2 separate regions of the Drosophila melanogaster genome follow, and region 1 is linked to region 2. The links are chromatin contacts, called in public Hi-C maps. All regions are on one chromosome and are shown on one strand. The core of a region is the stretch at or near the end of the contact, and the rest is flanking DNA. Distances in the headings are between cores, read along the strand shown. Region 1 holds the start of lncRNA:CR44061 (long non-coding RNA:CR44061). Region 2 holds the start of lncRNA:CR45259 (long non-coding RNA:CR45259).

The links. Hi-C and Micro-C count contacts between places; a contact is called where the count stands out from the background.
Region 1: a Hi-C map of the Kc167 cell line shows a contact between it and region 2, with 2.9 times the contacts expected there. The contact joins the promoter of lncRNA:CR44061 here to the promoter of lncRNA:CR45259 in region 2. A contact is called at or near these places in 14 of 107 Hi-C or Micro-C datasets (the Kc167 cell line, the S2 cell line, cellular blastoderm embryo and 7 more).

The regions. Positions count from the first base shown.
Region 1 is chr2L:911,303-917,613 of dm6, reverse strand. It overlaps lncRNA:CR44061 (long non-coding RNA:CR44061), which reads left to right and starts at 4,309. Exons shown (of 1, transcript NR_073685.2): 1 at 4,309-4,633. GluRIIC (Glutamate receptor IIC) reads right to left here and starts at 3,528. Exons shown (of 11, transcript NM_134713.4): 1 at 3,335-3,528; 2 at 3,121-3,276; 3 at 2,999-3,061; 4 at 2,611-2,814; 5 at 2,345-2,556; 6 at 2,167-2,289; 7 at 1,864-2,106; 8 at 1,383-1,799; 9 at 961-1,332; 10 at 227-907; 11 at 1-147. The coding sequence starts at 3,416.
Region 2 is chr2L:797,250-802,987 of dm6, reverse strand. lncRNA:CR45259 (long non-coding RNA:CR45259) reads right to left here and starts at 3,132. Exons shown (of 1, transcript NR_124009.1): 1 at 2,665-3,132.

The DNA.
Region 1 (6,311 bases), core at 3,060-5,559, 110 kb before region 2:
GGGAGTGCGGTCCAGTGACTTATCCAATGATCTTCGCGGTGTAGTCCTGACACTGGAGATTGGAGTGCCTGCCACGATGGGTTTCCTATTGTTCCATACGCAAAGCACAAAGCGGATCTCCTTCTTGAAGGCGTCCTTAAAAGTGAGCTGTGAAAAATATTCGACACGTTTTAATATGTTCAGCATCGATTATCTGATTGATCAGATCAATTGAGATAAGCCTCACCCTTTCTTCCAAAGCCACTTGCTGCACGTAGACCAAAAACTCCGTAATGCCGATGAGAAAGGCAATCAGGATTCCGGCGTAGAGCGTGTAGAATATGCCGCGCAGCTCCTCGAAGGTCATGTCAGGAGTGGCATCGGGATCGGGTTCCTCGAAGCAGCTGGCATTCGGGTTCTTCCACCACTTTTGCTTGAGATCGTACAGCTCACCCCGCTCACTCAGCTTCAGGATGGCCACACTCAGGTTGGATCTGTACTCAGCCCCAAAGGGAACCGCAATGGCGTAGTGCTTCTCCCCGAACTTTTCTCCAACGGAGCGCAGGTCGCAGTTCTGCTCGCGATGGTACTCCAAGGTGGTGGTCTCCATGAGGAACATGTAGTCCCCTCGATTCTTCCGCACGCGGTCAACACCTTCCAGATTGTCCTTTGTGTAGGCGGATGGGTCGTCGTTGTTCATGAGATTGAAGGCCAGGCGATAGACGGTCTCGTTGGAGTCAGCCAGGAGATTGTACGTACTCCCGCCGTAGATGGTACCGAACTTCACTTTCTTCTGGGCACTCAGATCCTTCAGGTTGGCTATGCTGCCCTCCATTTTGGAGCTGGTCAAAAACGCAGCTAAGTTGGCCGTATAGGAGTTGGCTATGATGATGGCAAAAATCCACCACGTGGCCTCAAACATTCGCACCTGAAGACAGGCTAGTTGTAGTGTTTCGTAATGGGCTCATTTTGGAGTCTCACCTGTGGACTTCTCGGTAGAATGTCGCATCCTGCTGTCATGATGGAGGCCACAGTCAACCAGCCAGTATTGTGGATGCGCCACTGATTCTCGAGTACCTCGGGATCCCGATTGCACGGATGTGGGTTCTCCCAGTCCATTTTGGAGATCCTCGCTACTATGGTCTTGAGGAAGGTCATTACGAACACGGATATGAGAATCCAGATCCAGACTTCTCCCCCAAAAGGTGCCAGGTATGCATCGAGTGTCTTTTCCACATGCGGACTTTTGTATGCCAGGATACTGACACCCAGCTGCATAAAGGGCACTGTAAAATCCACAGCGGTCTTTCGCGCTTGGGTGATGGTCAGGTCGCAGATTCCCATGTGTGCATCCTAAGAAAGCAGTTGATATTACATCCTGAGCACTCGTCCTTACCACTTACATTATTGATTATCTCGCCAATGATGCCGTTCCACTGCTTGGTTTCCTTGTCCAGTTTTCCGTACTGCTGATCAGCCACGGGAACGAAGACGTACTCGAATCCCACGTGTCTGGCAATGGCGTCGATAAGGTCCACGGCATATCCTTGATAGAGGGCGTTGCCCGTCAGATTCAGCTCCCTCGCAGTCTCGTTGTACGAGAAGTATGGTGGGCCAATTCTGGTGGCCACCCGGTAAATCATCTTCTTCTGCGCCTTGACGTCCACATTGAGCTGCGTTATCTGACCCCGAGGGTCCCAGATGGCTATGCCAATGCCGTCCAAGGGGTCGTAGACCTCGATGTTGAACGTTATCCGCTGTCCATCCTCGTCGAACTGCAGGATACTTGTCCGAAAGTTCGTGTTGTTCACGCCGGAAGTCTGCAACACACACCTCGCAGATTAACGTTTCGATTCCTCGGTTTATGCGGAAAGTAGTTCTTACCCCTTTCATGAGGCGTGCCAGATAACGCCCCATGGCCCAGGTGCGACCTCCGGATGCGGCAAAGTCGCAGGTTATTCGCGGCACCACCATCCTGTCCGGGTAGAAGAAGCTGGCATTGCGCCAGGACTGCGCAAAAAGCTGCAGTGCATCATGTATCAAGTCGTGGATGAGGGTGCGAGGCGGATCGCTGCTTTCGTAAACGATGTTGTCCCTTTGGGTGACATATCCGTAAGGTAGGGAGTACTGCGAAACCAAAATGAGTTAGTGTGCCCAAGGGAATAGGGCTTTGTCTGCTTCATTTACCGGCGGAGGATCGGGATTGACCAAAAGACGAGCAGCAGTTATGTTCACGGCAAATGTTTCGTTATCCGCCGCTAGTTCCTCCAGATGATCGGTGTAGGTTTCCAGGTTCGTCAGGAATATATGCTGTTTTAAAGTTTATAAAAGCTGTTTCTCTTAGTGGATCCCATGGATTACTCACATTGTACTGTCCAGTCAGACCGAACTCAGTGGAGGAATTCAGAAGCTCCACCAGCATGTTGGGCTCACAGTCCAAAACCACTCGCCGCTCGCCCCGTATGCTCTTCCACATGACCCGGAAGTCGTCATCCTTGTGGAACTTTCGCACCCGCACCACATCATTGTGAACCTCTCGCAGCTGCAGAAGATCCTGCAGTCGAGCTGCTGCCCTGGCTGTGGGAAGTTCGTCCTGGATATAAACAAATTCTCTTGAATGCTCCTACTCACCATCGTCCGCATCGTAGACAATGGTGAACTTGCGCCACCCAAAGTTTTGTACAATATCCGCGTAGGCCTTGGACAATATGGCCTGGGCCGGGTAGAGGTTAAGGGTCATTTGGTGGTTGGGCTTCTCGGCCTGAATGCCCTCGTCCGATATGTCGAACTCTATGTGCGGAATGCCGGTACTATTGCACACCAAGGCCACAATGTCTGCAAAAAGAGAGTAGAGGTCTGCTCATTAAACAGATGATATGATACCCATGACGAATACGCTCTGTTGGCAAACAAATCTGGGAGATGCCGTCAAAGTTTTCGTCGATTTTCTTGTGCCCAATTTTCCTCGCGTTCTATTTTGCTTTCGCGTTCTACACAAGATTTTCCCGCACTCTCTTACCGCTCGCCGCCTTTGAACTTGGTCCGAAAATAGCCGCGACACCATTATCTATGAGATCGCAGGCTGAAAGCGAAAATATGTTCGAGTTATTTGGAATAGAGTGCGTGGATGGGTGGACTCACCATGTTCCTGCATTGTGACACTCCCATCCTCGGGCTTCAGGCGCTTTATGAGCGGATAGAAACGCATCGTCTGTTCCGATTCAGGTCCATTGATGGCATTGACCACCGTCATGAACTCTTTCTCCAGCTCCAGCTCATCGTCGTAGAAGAAGGCGCCTGCGGGTTGCACAAAAAAGTAGGTAGCTGCTTTTTCCCACTCCTAACCACAACTCACCAATGTTGATTTGTTGCCCCCGGCTGCGGCACATGAAAAATGCACTCCACATGCAGCCGAGCAAAAGTATGCGCTGCCACATGCCTGCTTCTCTGGAATTCCCACCGAACATCTGTGGCCAGCGGGCTGAGCTATTTCCGGACAGTTCTTTTTTCATGCGAGCACACGGGCTGGCGATTCCATGGCAACTGGGAAAGCTCTTCGGGCCATTGGAGATCGAATGCGACAAGTGGAGATCGGAGATCAGCTGACTGGGAAAGCTCTGTCAGCTGACATGCTGTACTATATAAGATTCTAAGCAAATATTTCCAATATTTAATTTAGTTTTGTTTAGCTGACGAAGGATCAGCGATTGGCTCCCCGTGGAGCAGAGACCATTAAAGCCGGACACGGTTCAATCAGCCGCAGTCTTTCACCCACGAGCGGAGCTCCCGGTTCCAGGTGCTCCATTGAAAGGCGATGAGGTGTCAATTTTTCATGGCAACCAGACGACAGCGAAGGCCTTCCAGCCATCTCCTTTTGGGGGATTTGCATAAAGGGAGCATTCGGCATTCAGCCGAGCGTACTTTTAATGGCTGGGGACTACATACAACAATATAGCCGCTGGTGTCATTTTAGCCTTTGCCCTGTGTGTGTTTGCTCAAAGGATTTTGCGGATGCGGAACACGTTTCGTGTTTTAGCCCGGCCACCTTTTGTCGAAATTTGAATAATTCCCAACCAGAGTGCGGAGGTAGGTGAGTCCCGGCCAACCGTTAATATTCATTTGCGGAGTGGGCAAAAAGCCAAATATTCAATATGCCTCGAGTCAGGCTGCTGATGATGATAAATGCTCATCTGGGCAGGGCGACTATTCCGAGTATTGAATACGTAGCCCGGTTTGTGCCATTAGCGTGGAATTTCCCGATCTTTCTTCTCCTTTTCGATTAAACTTTGCCCGGAATTCGCTGGCCGTAATCAAGCCAAAGCCAAGAAGTAAGCAAAAAAAAAAAAAACAGCCAGAGCAAAGCACTTACACAACATTTTCTATTACACGAAATATTTATGGTTATCATGCGGAGGCAAAAACAGGGCCACCTATGAACACAGAGTGGAAAGGAATGCCCTGCAGCTGGCCAAAGGAGCTGGCAAAACCGAAACCCACACCAAATGCGCACTCTGGTCCACAGCAAAGCTCACCGAACAGAGAACACAGAACACAGAACACACAGTACGGCACAACAAATCCAAATCCTGGCCACAACAGCAGAAGAATCTGCAAAACTTTTGCTATGCTGGCTAGGTAGTAAGTAGTCAGGGACATGGGCGGGGCATTACGTTGCTCCCTGGCTGGTGCAAAAAAAGTTTTAATACTTGCCATAATGTTGCCAAAAGGATTATCCAAAAGAATGACTTTTAATGGAGACAGGAAGTAAGCGCATAACAGACAGAAGTATTAACTGTTTCCTTCCGCTTGTTGGGGAGTTGGAGCTCCTCCTGCTCCTGTCCCTCCAGGAGGATTTCTCCTGGAAGGACGGCGAACCTCCGCACACATATTTACAAAACTGTCAGCTCCTAAGCGCTCCTCTCCGGAATCCTCCGGTGCGTGTCCGCATGTGTGTTTGCTTGGCCGGGCTTGTGGCACGTAAGCTGTGCGGAAATATTGCAACATCCTCATAACGGGAGACTCCAGTCTGAGTCGCTGTCTGGGGCTAAATGGCTCACCACGATTACCGCCACATTCCAGAGGGTATTACTATTGCCTCCAGAAGTTTGCCATCATCCAAAAGATCATTCTACATACTTTTAAGGAAATACAATTTTGTTTATAGCCCAACTATTTGTACATACTTAATTTGAAATATTTGTATTTTAATAGAATGTTCAATATTGCCTGCTAGAGTATTTAGAGTATTCGATTTCATTTATATTTTCATTTTCCCTACTACTTTCGGCTTTCGGAGAGTACTTTTCTTAGCCGGGATTTGCGATGTGGGATTTTGTAGAATAGGCGGTTGGTTGCCTTCGTCAATGATTGCCACTCGGTGCTCCGAGGTATTTAAGCTGGGAGCTGTAACCTTTCCTCTGCGAGTTTCCAATATACTTTACTTTGGTCTCATTTTGCATTTTAATGAGTTTGCCTGAAATATGAGACGCCATGGTGAAAAACTGGGGCCAGAAAAAAACGGAGCGGCGATGACAACAGCGGGCGCCATAATTTTGCATCCTTCGCCTCGTTTGTTTTTTTACCAGCCCGCACTCCTTTCCTTTCCCTGGAACTCGCCGTGTTTTCCTTGCGATTCCTTGCCCTAAGTCGGCTTCATCGTCGTGTCCTGGCTGCAGGATATTGCTTTAATTGAAATTTATGCTAAATAGATTGACACTAATGAGCAATGGCTCCCGCTCCGGCTGCTTTGCCAGCTGCCGGCCAGGTAATTCCCGGCAAGACTATCTGCATAATTAAATTGCTTGGCGAAGGCGCTCGCTGGCTAATGTCAACCGAATTATTATTATTATTTCAGCATTTCTATATGAGCCGATCCCGATCCCCATTTGCATACCAGACCGTGGCTCCAGCCAAGTGCCACCAGCTGACAAATGGCTCAAGTTGTGGCTCTTCCGCTGCCGCTGAGTGCTCCACTTCCGTTCCGGATGCGCCTTCTGCGACATGTGTAGCTGAGAGCCAAGGGTCTCCACGTAGATTCATTGCAGAATCGACGCCCCACAGAAGAAGAAAAACAGCTTAGAAGGTCACTAGGACCAAATAAATGAATTCAATCAGAGACTCAGGCTCTCTTAACATGCGAATTCTTCAGTATTTAAACGGCTAATTACATCGCATTTTAAGCCAAAACACGAACTTATGAACCTATGACTTAACCATACATGAAAAAACAATACCACCTGCACAATTTCTTTCAGTGCAACTCGCTATGGATTTCCCCTCACATTTATTGCTCTGCTTTGGTGACGGAAATGAGTTTTTGTCGTAAACTTTTA
Region 2 (5,738 bases), core at 1,883-4,382:
CGCTCGCCAAATGAATTGTTTGGCATTGTCGTGTTGCCGTCTTAAAACGGACCGTAATCATCTTAAGTTGCTCAAATGGGTTTGTTCATTTCGAGTGTTTTCGAACAACTTCAGAAATAAAGCGATTTCGGCGTAATGTTTGTCCGTTTTCCTTTGCTTAATTGGAGCTCCTCGGGGATCCATTTGGCCCACTCCCACGGCTGCCTGTCCCACGACGGTTCGAGGGCTTCTCGATTCATTAATCCATTTTATCGCAATGTTTGATTTTTCGAGCGTTTACTCGAGTCAACCAGTCACGTCAGTCTGGCTTAAATGCACTAAGCACTTTTTCATTTATATTTCTATTATGAATTCCTATCGCTACTCGATCACAGTCCAATTGCCATGCCAGCTCCCCGAATATTTCCAATAAAATAATCAAACCAATCAGGAATGCTAATCACAGCGTGATTATGGAGTTTAAAGTATGTTATGACTCGAAATCAATAGCTAAATAGGTTTTAAGCGCACTTTATCCCAGCTTTGGGGTCGCATTATGAATTAATGTAATTTTCTACTAAACGCTCGTTGTAATTTTCCCCTGAGTCCTTATCCTTTGCCACCTCAAATTATGAGCTCCCCAAGGAATCTGTGCAATATTTATGATTCGCCGCCCCTCTCCACTTCAGTTTCGAAATTTAATTTGAATTATCGTCGAAGGTGAAAATGTAGTTGTCAAAGCCAGACAAGACGTACAAGTGCAAAAATCGGACCCGCAGAGGCCTTTAAAGTGCTCCACCGGGTGAAGGATTCCGGATTCCTCCCCTACGATACCCTTTAAATTTTCGTGTGTGAGAGAAAGGAAAATAATTGAGATGTCGGTAGAAATGTAAGTGGACTTTTATTGACTGTTTTCCTGCTTGGCTGGCTGACTGAATGGCCGGAGGGACAAGGTCTGCTCCTCCCTTCCACATGTCTGCCCACATCCTTCGTCCTTCGTCCTCTTTCGGTACCTTCAGTTGCAGCATGCAATGTCCTCTAGCCCAGATATCTGTGCAATATCTCATTGCGGCCGCAACAAATGGCGTGCATCGCCTTTGTCTTCGATTGGAAGGTGAAAAATGTGCTGCCGGAAAATCGATAGCTTGACTTGCCAGCCGTTTTCCCTCGCACCACCCCTCCTCTACTCTGATTGGCTTGGTGCGGCTCTTTAAGATTGGCCTTCAGCCTGCTCCATGCTCACGTACCAGTTTATGCTAATAACAATAACAGCGAAAGCGATGCCAAGCTAGGAAGGATATGGCGATACCTGTTATAGTAACTCGATTCCCTTGAATAGTTGGAATAGTTGGGTAGTCTAATCGACGATTACAAGGCTGTGCTATCAAAGGGAGAAGCGTCGCTGGGAAAAATATATATTTAAAAATCATGTGGCACAACTTAAAGCGCACACTTTACCACTTGTTGCATGTATAGGTATACCTTCAGGGGCATAGAGTATATAGAGACTGAAGAAGGGCAGCTGAAATGGGTAACTGAAGACAGGAATTGCCGTTTTACCTGCCACGTCGACCACATCGACGACGTTGTCGCAGTCCCATTGAGCGATATTGTAGTCGTTCCAGTCCCGGTTCTGGTTCTCGACCCAACGCCACCCATCTCCTTCTACCTGATAACCCGAGGGTCCTCCAGCGTTGTCGAGTGGCTAAGTGGGTGGCTGGGGTTTCGGGGCTGCGGTTAAATTGCGTCAAGCATATTTGACATTTTATTATATAGGTTACAACGCAATATCGCCAGAAGTTGTGGGCCCGGCACACATGTGTTGCCGCTTTTTTTGCGGGCCCGTGATGACTTCAAGTGTTTTTCATTAACTGCTTGCTTATGAATATTAAATTAAAACTGCCATTCGGCTGGGCAATAGCAGAAAACAAAGACGGAAAACACAGCCTGGAGCACCTGAAGGTCGAGGAAAGCCGCTTAGGAGATGGAAATGGAAAACAATGTCTAAGACGTCGCATATTAAAAGAGCTACCCAAAAATTGAATTCTGCGCCAGACCGGAATAAAGCTGTTTGACGTCGCGACGCGAATTCAATTGCAGCTTTAAGGTCCTTCACTTCTCTTTTCTTTCTTGGCTTTCCCGGCAAGCGAGAGCAAATGCAGCTCATGAATTTCAAATGAAATTAAAAACGTGTTCGCTAAAAATAATAATGCTGGAACAACAGCAAAGGAAACAGAATATCGTGGAAGTCGGAGCAATAGTTGCATCCACTTGCAAGCGCCTGAAAGGAGGTTTAAAAGCGGGGACTTGAAGATTATTCCGCAGCACGACAGGATTTAGTGATGTAAGCTCGAATGTTTCCCTGTTTCTCCATCGATTCCCGCAGTCTGTCCACAATTAACTCTGGGCAATGCTGAGTTCGGACTATTCCGAGGAGGAGGAGGAGGAGGAAGGCAAGGATGCGGCAAGGACTCCATGTTGCCAGCTGCTACAACATGTAAACACATCGGTGCCATGAATGCTCGACCGACTGCAACTGGCATTCGCAGGGAAATGCGAGATGGAATCGTGACTTTGGGGCCATGAATCAGAATACTTGGATCATTTTAGTACGGGATTTCCAATTTTTAGTAGAGTTTTAAAAAATAATACCAACTTTGGTTTTATCATCAAACTCGCATTTTTATTATCGAACTTTAGTATGCTCTCAGATTTGCAGTCAAATTTGCCTTGCTATCGCCACTGTGCTTTTTCTCATTTGAGGACTTGAATTGAGAAATTTTCTGGCTTGCCACGCCCCTGGCCCCAAACGCCCCTCTTAAGACTCTGGAGGCAACTTTTCTGTTACTTCAAAATTTTCCAGCTTTCTTCGCGCGCCGCCTGCGTCGAATGGTTGATTTCTGTGTCTGTATGCCTGCTTTTATGTGCGTGTTGTGGTCGCTCCAATTTATAAGGCCAACCGCAAATTACCCCTCCCGAAAGCCACGAAACTCCCGAAAACGCCAGCAGATGCAGATGCACAGAGACAAATAATAACCCATTAAAATGTTAATGGGCCCAGGTGCACTTTCTCCCGGCAGTTGGGTCACAGCATCTGTTACCTAGGAATAAAAACAGTATTAATGAAATCTTTTGTTTTATACTCGAGAAGTTTAAGCCAAGGGTTTGTTGACACGCCCGTTTTAAACAAATAGCATATACTAGAGTATAGTATTTTTCCAAGTGCAGAAGTAGTAGAAAGTAGAAACAATGCAGTGTTGCCTTTGAATTTGCAGCTCTTGTGTTGCATTTGCATTACCCGTGGCATTTGCCCTCTTTGCTCAGGACTTGGCATAATTGTCGCCACACGCATGAATATTTCAGAAGGAGCCTTCGAGGGTTTATGGACCGAAGGATGTGGGGCAGGCCAAGTGCGAGAACCAAATCCAACTGAGTGCCCCTGCCAGAGTTCTGTCTCGAAACTTTTTCGGCATAATAATTCATGGCCCGACTGCCTTGGCCACAAATTCCAAATGCAAAATGCCGATAATTGGCACTCCTCGCCCTGCCAGCGACAAGTTTTCCCCTGTTTTCCTGCAAGTGCTGCGCAGCCAGTCGGAAAATGCATTCAGACCCCCTTTCGCCGCCCGATTTGCACTCAATTGTGATGTTTAGTCGCTCGTTGTCACAGGCACAATGCTCCACTTCCACCGCCTCCACTTTCAAAGCTCACAGACACAGTGGTCGATGGCACGATGGCTTCGAGGACGAAGTCTTGGTGAAAGGTCCTGGCTTAGCACTAAGCGTACGAATGCTCTTTGAACTCTGATAACTATTACACGCAGTATTCCCAAGGGCTTTGCTTCAGAATACAGCGTTACATACTTTTTAACACCTGTGTGTGTGATTTTCCAATCAATTAGCACAACTTTTGGGGAATCCCAATGCAGAGCTCGATTTTGTTGAGTATGTTATTTTACTTATTTTAATATATGCAAATCCAACCTCTTGCCACCAAGTGTGCAGTAGAAGTTCGCTCCTAAGCCGCCAAATCCCTGCCCAGAATCCCTGAATTGGAAAAGCCAGCCACTTTTAGTCATCACTGTGCAGTGGTGTGAAAAACAGTGTTAGCCCGAAGGCGTGGAATCATTCCGCCCCCATTTTTCAGGCGTAATTAGCCGCAAAGTATACTGTTTGTACACTGGTCGTCGCTGGTCCCCTCGCCACTTGGAGTGTTCTAATGCCTTTACACAGGGAGAAAATCTTATTATATTGGCATTGATAAGCTTCGGCATTACCTGTCAACATGGAAATGATACTCCCACAAATTGCTCAGCTTATCTGCCAGCAGAGTGTCGAACACAATTTGATTATGTATGAATAGATAGCCTTTGCTGCTGCTGTTTGTTATCCAGCCCGCCACTTGTTTCGATGTGTCCTCGCCCGAAAAAGCACTTGCCCCGGCCCAAACCGAATCACTTGCCCTAACATGCCCATTGATGGCTGCTCACATGAGCAGACAACTCAAATCGCTCGATGGCCGCACAATGCAGCCGGCCAAACAGAAACAGCAACTCAATTGGGGGGAGCAGCTCCAACTATTACAAAGGCATTGCTGACGTTTTTGCCGGCAGCCGGACGGCAGGACAGCTGTACAGCTGGACTCCTGTCCCTGGATGGAGGGAACCTGCTGGTCCTGCAGGTCCTGCCCCCAGCGAGAGTGCAGCTGTGTGGGTGTGTAAAAAATACCACAATTTCAATTTCAAAGTATCCTTTTAGTCAAAAGGAAATGACATTTACGCGCTTTGTTGTGGTTTGCCCATGCATAAAACATTTTTAGTTTAAATTTTTTATGTCCCGCCCACTCATACTCACCCCCGCCCAGCCACGTGCACCCCAGCCTTTTTTTTCCGTATTGACGCACTTGCCGCTGCTGCAGTGGGCGTGGCAGCGCCTGAGGGGCGGCACATGTTTGTGCGAAAAACCCGGGTGTTCCGAATCCAAAGGAACCGAGTGTCGAGAACCGGAGGGAAACCAACCACACACAAAGCAAGGCGGTGGCGATGGCGATGGCGATGGCGATGGCAATGCGATGACGACAACTGCAACAGCAGCTTAAATCTGCGACTGCGAGGAATGCGAAATATTTATGAAAATTAAATTCTCCTTCGAAAGCAATGAAACTGGCCTTGGATGGTGAAGGGTGGAGAAAGTGGTTGGCTCTGCTCCTTCCAGGCTGAGTCAATAATTATGCTCGGTACTTGGGGAGCTCGTGCTGTACACTTCCTTATTTGATTTAAAATAACATTTGTATAGCACTCGGTGCAGTGGATTGGTTTAATTGTAAGGTAAACACGCAAACAAATGAGTTTTCGGCCTAACCGAATAGAAAGCTATAGAAAGCTGTTCTTTTTTCGACCAGCTAAGTGGAAAAGTTTCTTTCGATCTGCTGGGTGTTTCGCCGTTTCTTGTTCTAACTATTTCTACACCTTTAGAAGTCGTGGCTCGCAGAATCTGCAGTTTGGTGTGGCAACAATGAGTGCAAAAATCAATGCACAGCTCCGGGTTTTTTCCCGCCCCTTCCTCGGCGGGATGTCCTGCCAAAGCAGTGCAAATGCGCTTCCTGCTTCCTCCAGAGACTCTGAGAATCAGTGGGGCCGTGGAGGTGCGGCTGACATTTGTTGAATATCAACAGGAAATGCAGTGAATAAACACGTCGAGTTGTCGATTCGTCGATTTCATGAGTTGCATTGTGAGCTGCGGGCTTGCCATCGCCTCCG